2 separate regions of the Mus musculus genome follow, and region 1 is linked to region 2. Evidence: chromatin contacts called from public Hi-C data. All regions are on one chromosome and are shown on one strand. Each heading gives the region's core, a stretch centred on a gene start, on an enhancer-like site or on the middle of the called end of the contact. The rest is flanking DNA. Distances are from core to core; before and after follow the strand shown.

Evidence for each region. A called contact is a pair of places that touch in the nucleus more often than the background predicts.
Region 1: a contact with region 2 is called in a Hi-C map of myocytes, with 3 times the contacts expected there. The contact joins the promoter of Sec23ip here to the promoter of Kdm8 in region 2. A contact is called at or near these places in 1 of 39 promoter capture datasets (pre-B cells) and 1 of 484 Hi-C or Micro-C datasets (myocytes).

What each region holds. Positions count from the first base shown.
Region 1 is chr7:128,742,673-128,746,247 of GRCm38.p6, reverse strand. Sec23ip (Sec23 interacting protein) reads right to left here and starts at 1,378. Exons shown (of 19, transcript NM_001029982.2): 1 at 1,070-1,378. The coding sequence starts at 1,226.
Region 2 is chr7:125,443,147-125,446,781 of GRCm38.p6, reverse strand. Kdm8 (lysine (K)-specific demethylase 8) reads right to left here and starts at 2,162. Exons shown (of 8, transcript NM_029842.5): 1 at 1,990-2,162.

The DNA.
Region 1 (3,575 bases), core at 129-2,628, 3.3 Mb before region 2:
AAACATGACAGAAAGGAGACACTGCAGATACACATGCTTTCAGTTGTCTTTCTTCCCTTCTGCGGGAAACTCCCCTTAGTCCTCCAAGGAGGAATTATTTGGTGGGGAAAGCTCAGCACCTAACAAGCACCTGTGTGCTAGGCACTAAAAAACAGGACCCTGAAAATGAAAAGAGGTAAGAAGTTCACAGTCCACATGGAGGGGCAGAGTACTTAGCTCACAAGTATTTACACAACAATACGTGTGGGACACTAGATATAGAACTCTACAAAAATGAGACAGGGTATAGTGACGAATGCCTTTAATCCCAGCACTCAGAGGCAGAGAGGCAGAGGCAGGTGGATCCTTTAAGTTTGAGGCCAGCCTGATCTACACAGTGAGTTCTAGGACAGTCAGTACTACACAGAGAGACCTTGCTCTCAAACCCAGGGATAGGAGCTGAAAACATGAAATCTAAGCAGACAGGTAAAATGTCATGACTGAGGCCACACAGCAAGTTAATGGCAGTGCCGGGTCTGAACACAGTCTGTGCTCCAAACCACCAGAGAGAGACAGACGAGAAAGAGAGACAGAGACAAACGAGAGAGAGAGAGAGAGAGAGAGAGAGAGAGAGAGAGAGAGAGAGAGAGAGAAATCAGCCTTCCCAGATATACACAGAGCTTAATCAAAAGTGTAACGGGGGGGCTTTTACTAGGAGAGAGTGTATAGTCCTCTACAAGAGAGGCATTGTCTCCTCTGGAGAAACTTACTGTCTCCTAGGTGATGTCCTACCCTATCACCGGTGTTTCCCAGTAAGAGAGCAGCTTTCGGATTCTAGCAAAGGGTAACTGTCTAATTTAGCTGCGTTTTCTGCCAGCACCAGCACACCAGTGGGTGTTCAACAAACAGTTGCGCAATGACAGGAGTTCCAAGCCTCATCACCGGAGCCCCTCCTCCAGGATCCTCCAGTCCCTGGCCCTCTGAAAGCTGGTCACTGCTGACCCTGGCAAGCGACTCAGAGCAGGCGACACTCCTGTCCCACCCGCCTCCCGGGACAGACACTGGCCCCCAAGCGCCCTCGGCTCACTACCTCCGGGTAAGAGCAGGGAAGCCGGGGAGGCGGCGGCCTGCGTGACGGGGATGAAGGGCACGTTGAAGCTGAACTCCGTGGCCGAGGAGGAGAAGAGTAAGTTAGTGCCTGACGAGGAGGCGGACGCTCCGCCGCCGTTAGCCTTCCTATCCGCCATGGCTGCAGACCCCCGGCCGTTACGTGGCTCTGCGAGCCCGGTGCTGCACACAGACCGGAAACCGGTTAGCGAGGATGCCACCGCACTTCCGCACTTGCGCACAGGTGCCACAGGCCAGCGACTCCGGGATCGGTTTTCTTCCGGAATTTGACGCCGCCCAAAATCAATAAGGTGGAATCGGCTTCAGACCCAAGCCTATCACGTGACAGCCTCGGTCTCGCGAGACTGGGTCAGCCTCTGGAATCACAGCATAGAATAGAGAGGTGTGGCCGATGAATCCTAGCGTTAATTGACGCTCGAAGTCGCAGATTCTGAGATGTCCTGGACGCCCTGAGTTTCTCATGGAGTATCTGTTTTTGGTTGGTTGGTTTATTTGCTTGCTTGCGAGGCAGGATCTCTCTATGCTGCCCAGACTGACTTTTTATCCTCCTGCCTCAGCTCTTCCATTTCTGAGATTAATACCACCACACACTGCAATTCTTATATCTTTATGACAGGCGGTCATAAGAATTGGAAGTAAGAATTATTATCGGCTGGGTTCCTTTTTTTTTTTCAGTTACGTTTTCATGATGTTGCCTGGAATTCTCAAGAGGTCTGTCTGCCTCTTCTTCCCAAGAGCTTAAAAGGAGTGTGCCACCACTCCAGGCTACTATCTCCTTGAATGTGTGCATCAACAAAAAGTGCCTTTGGTAAGGCAGTTCCAAGTGGTAGACGATTTATGTTTCAAAGGGGCAGAGAAAAGATGTATAATTGCAACATTCTAGAGTTACTGCTGTAATTTAGGGTTTGGGGACCTATCTGCCTACTACCAGGTTTTGGCTGGAATAAAAACATTAAATTCTGGCAGTGTTGAGTTTACCTCGACAAGCATTTCAACGGGGCCAAGAAGTACAGAGCTTAGTAATGGGGAAACTTCTGGTGAGTCATAGATAACATGGCCTCAAACTGCTAAAAGCCATGCTAGACTAGAAGTTGGTCAAGAAAATTCTCTTTATCATAAAGAAGCAAGGCTGAGAACCATATACCAGAGAGTGATATATGAAACAGACCTGAAATCCTTCCTTTTTGGGTTTACAATCTGGCAAAACAATCAACTAAACACAAAATAATATAAATGGCAGGCTTTCCTTAAGTGTGTTTCCTGGAACACTGACATCATCTGGGGACAGAGATCTAAACATTCTAGGAAGAGCGAGCATGTATCTCTCTCCATCAGATCATTAGCGAAAAACTTAAGGAAGAAAAAGCTTCCCTGAGGAAGAAAAACTAAAGTTGAAACTTGAGAACTAGGGCTTCAAACCTCTTTATGAGTGCAGGGATCCCAGAGGACCAGCCCTGCTGTGGTGTTGCACACCTTTAATTCCAGCACTTGGAAGGCAGAGGCAGGCGGATTTCTGAGATCAAGGCCAGCATGGTCTACAAAGTGAGTTCCAGGACAGCCAGGGTTATTCAGAGAAACCCTGTCTCGAATAAAAAGAGAGAGAGAGAGAGAAGAGAGAGAGAGAGAGAGAAAGGCCTAAATTCCAAAACCATCACTTTGCATAATTAACTTCAACATATGATTTTTTTTTATTTTAAACCATAACAGGAAGGGGAAAAAAAACTAAAATAACAATTAAGATGAGAAAAGGGACAGAAGAGGGCCCAGAATGAGATATACCTTTTAAGGGCATGCCCTGAGTGACTGAGTGACCACCACCTCCTCCTCCTCCTCCTCCTCCTCCTCCTCCTCCTCCTCCTCCTCCTCCTCCTCCTCCTCCTCCTCCTTCTTCTTCTTCTTCTTGTTTTTTGTCTGTTTTTTCAAGACAAGGTTTCTCTGTGTAGCCCTGGCTGTCCTGAAACTCAGAAATCTGCCTGCCTCTGCCTCCCAAGTGCTGAGATTAAAGGCGTGTGCCACCACTGCCCTGGCTGAGTGAACTTCTTCTAATCAGGTCCCTTCTTGACTGCACTCTTCCCAATTAAGGATCCATCGATAGGCACTGGAGATGTAGCTCAGCCTGGGCTACATAGTGAGTTCCAAGGAAACTAAGGCTAAATGCATAGATGATAGATAGATAGATAGATAGATAGATAGATAGATAGATAGATAGATAATAGATAGATAGATAGATGATAGCCTCTCTAAAGCCAGATATCTTAACACATAGCTTTAATTTGTTTATTATGAGGCACAGAGTTAAAATATGAAATTTCCCTCATTCGGTTCCAAGAACATGGCTACTCTCTCTACTGAAAGAATGGATGAATGCAGTGGTGATATCATCTGTCATGGTTACTTTTCTATCGTTGTGATAAAATACTATGACTAAGAAAACTTATAAAGATTTTAATTGGGTTTATGACTTTATA
Region 2 (3,635 bases), core at 913-3,412:
ACCTTCCTCCCAGCCATGTGGGAGACAGTTTGTTCCTGGCTTCCTTTCGATGAAGATGTAGAACTCTTGTCTCCTCCAGCACCATGTATGTCTGTATTCGACCATGCTTCCGGCCATGATGATAATGGACTGAACCTCTGAACCTGTAAACCAGCCCCAAGTAAAACCAGCCCCAAGTGCTGTCCTTTATAAAAGTTGCCTTGGTCATGGTCTCTTCACAGCAATGGAAACCCTAACTAAGACAGTAGCTAACAGGTACAATCCATGCGCCAGGTGAAGGCACATTTTGCCTTGGCTTTACAGCCAATGTGTCAAGGTTTCTTTATAAGAGCTCCAGGATTCAGCAGTTGTCCACTGTAGGATCCTAGGCTCCATGAATGTTTCCAGAGGAGCTGGTCTGATGTGGGCCCAAAGCAACAGTCTTCACACAACCAGAAGCTTGAACAGGCCTTCCAGTGTATACTGCCTGGACTGCCTTTCTCTATGGCCTCAAGCCCAGGTTTCAAGTCAACCCCCCAGTGCTCCCACACAACCCGGTCTGACACAGATAGGACCAGACTAAGTGGCCCTGTAACCTGGCTATAAGTATGGCCTGGCTTCCTATACCCTCTCCCCGAATTGCCTCTTAGAAAAGGCAGTATTAACCAAAAGGCCTGCCACAGAAGGGAGCAACTGTTGGTTTATAAACCAGTCTTTAACAGTGTACCCACACTAGCCTCTAAATTGGCTTCCCAGAGTACCATATAAAAGTTTATTGTGAGATGTATAAATAGGCTTCCAATAGTCAGGTATAGATGGCCTAACTGTGGAATTCACCACCTAAACCAGGAGACTATAAATTTAAGAGCCTAGACAAACAAAACCGGGGGTTATTGTTGGTAAAATGACACCCACAATCACCCAAACACAGGCCACATGTACCAGCCTCAATGGCCTCATATGTTCCAGTATAAGTTTCTCTCCCACAGTGCAACAGTTAATAGGCCTTAAAGACATCTTGCCGGCCATTGCTTTGCTTTTGAAGTTGGTAGGGGCTGTGTCTTTGCTTGCAAGGTGGCCTTCTGGTATTCTACATTCACGTGTCAGGCAAAAGGCACTGCTTTCAAGTAATGGCCAGGTGCGGGTTGCACAAAACGTTTCTCTGTAGCCTTAATTCTAAAAGGTCTTTAAATAAAGGCCCATTTGTTGGTGTACAAAACGACGCTTTTTGCGAAAGGATGTCACCCAAAGGGTGCAGGATCTAATCTGTGTGGTTCTATCTGGGCTTCCTAAGTGAACTAAGCTGCTCACACCAAAACCAAAGGAGCCAAAAACGGGGCCGAACGGAATCAAGCCTCGCTTCCTAAGTGCACTTTTTGGGGATGCATTACAGAAACCGGTTTTGGTTGCTAAGCGGGATGCTGGATGCCTTAGCATGAACAACAGTCTAGGGAAAGCACGTGCAGTCCTTCTCTCAAAGTACCCGGCTGCTCACGCCCTTCTGGACAGTCTGGATTGGAGGGCTGGCTAAGTGGCCTAAGAGAAGACGCCCCGACTCCCAGGAAGTCTTTGGTTGTTGCTGTGGACCTCTGTCCGCTTACGGGGGACAGGCGGACTTGGGCGAACGGGTTCGAGGATGGAGATTGGAAACAGGTAGCAGTGGCCGCAGCCATGCCTTCCGGACAGACGGCGCAGGCGTGGTTATGTGGGCCGGTCTCGCCACTAAACCTATCCTCACACTTGAACCACTAACCGAAGCCTAAAAGGGAAGGGCACGACAGTTGCACGCATGCGCTATTTGACATCCCTAGCAGCTCCTTCAACTGTTTGTGGGGAGCAGATAGCTACTACGCACGCGGCTTTTCAAGCAGCTCCCAGGCCTCCCAAGGCGCCTGCGTGAAACCGTCCCGGCTCGCCCGCGCCGGGCTTTAGCATGGCGCCTGCGCAATCCGTCCTTCACGGCCAGGCTGCAAGTCTAAGCAACTGCAGCTGCCTGGAGCTCCAACTAACCTCTCTGGCGCTTGGACTTGTTTGTGTCTCTCGTTGCTGGCGACGACTGGTTCCGTCCGGGCGAAGATTCTTCGGCTGGCTTTATCACCGACTACACCGAGAGCATCGATCACTTCTGACTCGGCTGATCGCGACGGGTGCCTAGAGGAACGCGGAGCAATCGATGCCAGGCCCCGCCCTCCTCCGGTTCAAAGACTTGGGAGGCTTGAGCTTTCTTTTCCGGGTCATACCTTGCAGAGCAGTTTGTCACTTGCGACTACCCAATCCTTCCAACTCAGATAATGAGTTCTCCCTATTTTACAGAGTAGGAAGCCGAGGTGGAAGAAAAATAGCCACATGATTTTAGAAGTCACGTATATAATTTGAGCCCACAAGTACTGCTTGCAGGACTGGTTTCCGTGAGTTGGCCTATGGTTTCTTTGCAGAGACAGACTATGTGGAGTGGTGTGGCAGTCAGTTCGAGTTTTGAGTTTCGAGCATTCTCTCCCGGTTGACTCCAGAGGTGCCTGGAGCAGCAGCAGCAAACGATTCCCTGCAGCGATCTGCTAGCCTTGGATTTGGAGTGTGACTTCTACTGGTCAGCAGGGATTGAGTCGGGATGTGGCACTCCTCAGTTTTCGTTTTCTCAGGAACACTGAATCGGTTGCTGCCACACCACTCCACACAGCCTGTCTCTGCAAGGAAAACATCCTTCCAATAGGACTTAGACAGAACTCCAGGATATCCCTTCATTCTCTGTGACAGGCCAGCATTCCAAAGTTCCATGCTTGGTCTTTTGTTTGTTTGTTTGTTTGTTTTTAGGGTGTGTGTGTGTGTGTGTGTGTGTGTGTGTGAGACAGGGTTTCTCTGTATAGCCCAGGCTGTCTTGGAACTCACTTTATAGACCAGGCTGGCCTCGAACTCAGAAATCCGTCTGCCTCTGCCTCCAGAGTGCTGGGATTGAAGGCATGCGCCACCACACCTAACTCATGCTTGGTTTAATAAGTGATTAATCGAACTACTTGTCCCCACTTATCAACAAAATGCTGGACAGCCAAATTAGGTGCCTGCATGTTGGTCCCCATGCAGCTGTGCACAGGCTGACACCCGGGGTGTAGTAGCTCTGACCTGCTATATTAGCAGGCCACCCTTCTATTTTATTTCCTGAATTTTCTAGCTTTGGATTTCTTTCCTGTGAAAGAAAAGCTCTAACTGGGAAGATGAGCAGTCGTTTAAGTGCTTGCTTTGCAAGTGTGAGGGCCTGGCTGTAAATTCTCAGTAAAAAGTCAAGTGCAGGGGCAAGCACCTGCAGTTCCAGAACTGGGGAGGCAGAGACAGGAGGGTCCCCAGGGTTTCTGTCCTGTCAGCCCAGCAGAGTCAGTGAGATCAAGGTTCAGTGAGAGATGCTTGTTTGGTTTTGAACCCCAGGACAAGGGACTCGGGTGCATATTTTACACACCAAAGCAGACCTGGCCTCCAGGTTCTCCCAGAATCCCTCAGTCCCTACCTGGCATACCCTGCTCCCAACCCTGAACTTTCTAGCGTGGGGGCTGGACTGCCCTTCCCCCCAGAAGCTCTTCTTCCCTATATAATCCAGACATTTTGGTCTCTCTCTTCACTCTGTGTGTGGGGCCCCTTTCTCTCTTTCTCCCTCCCTCCCTTCACTC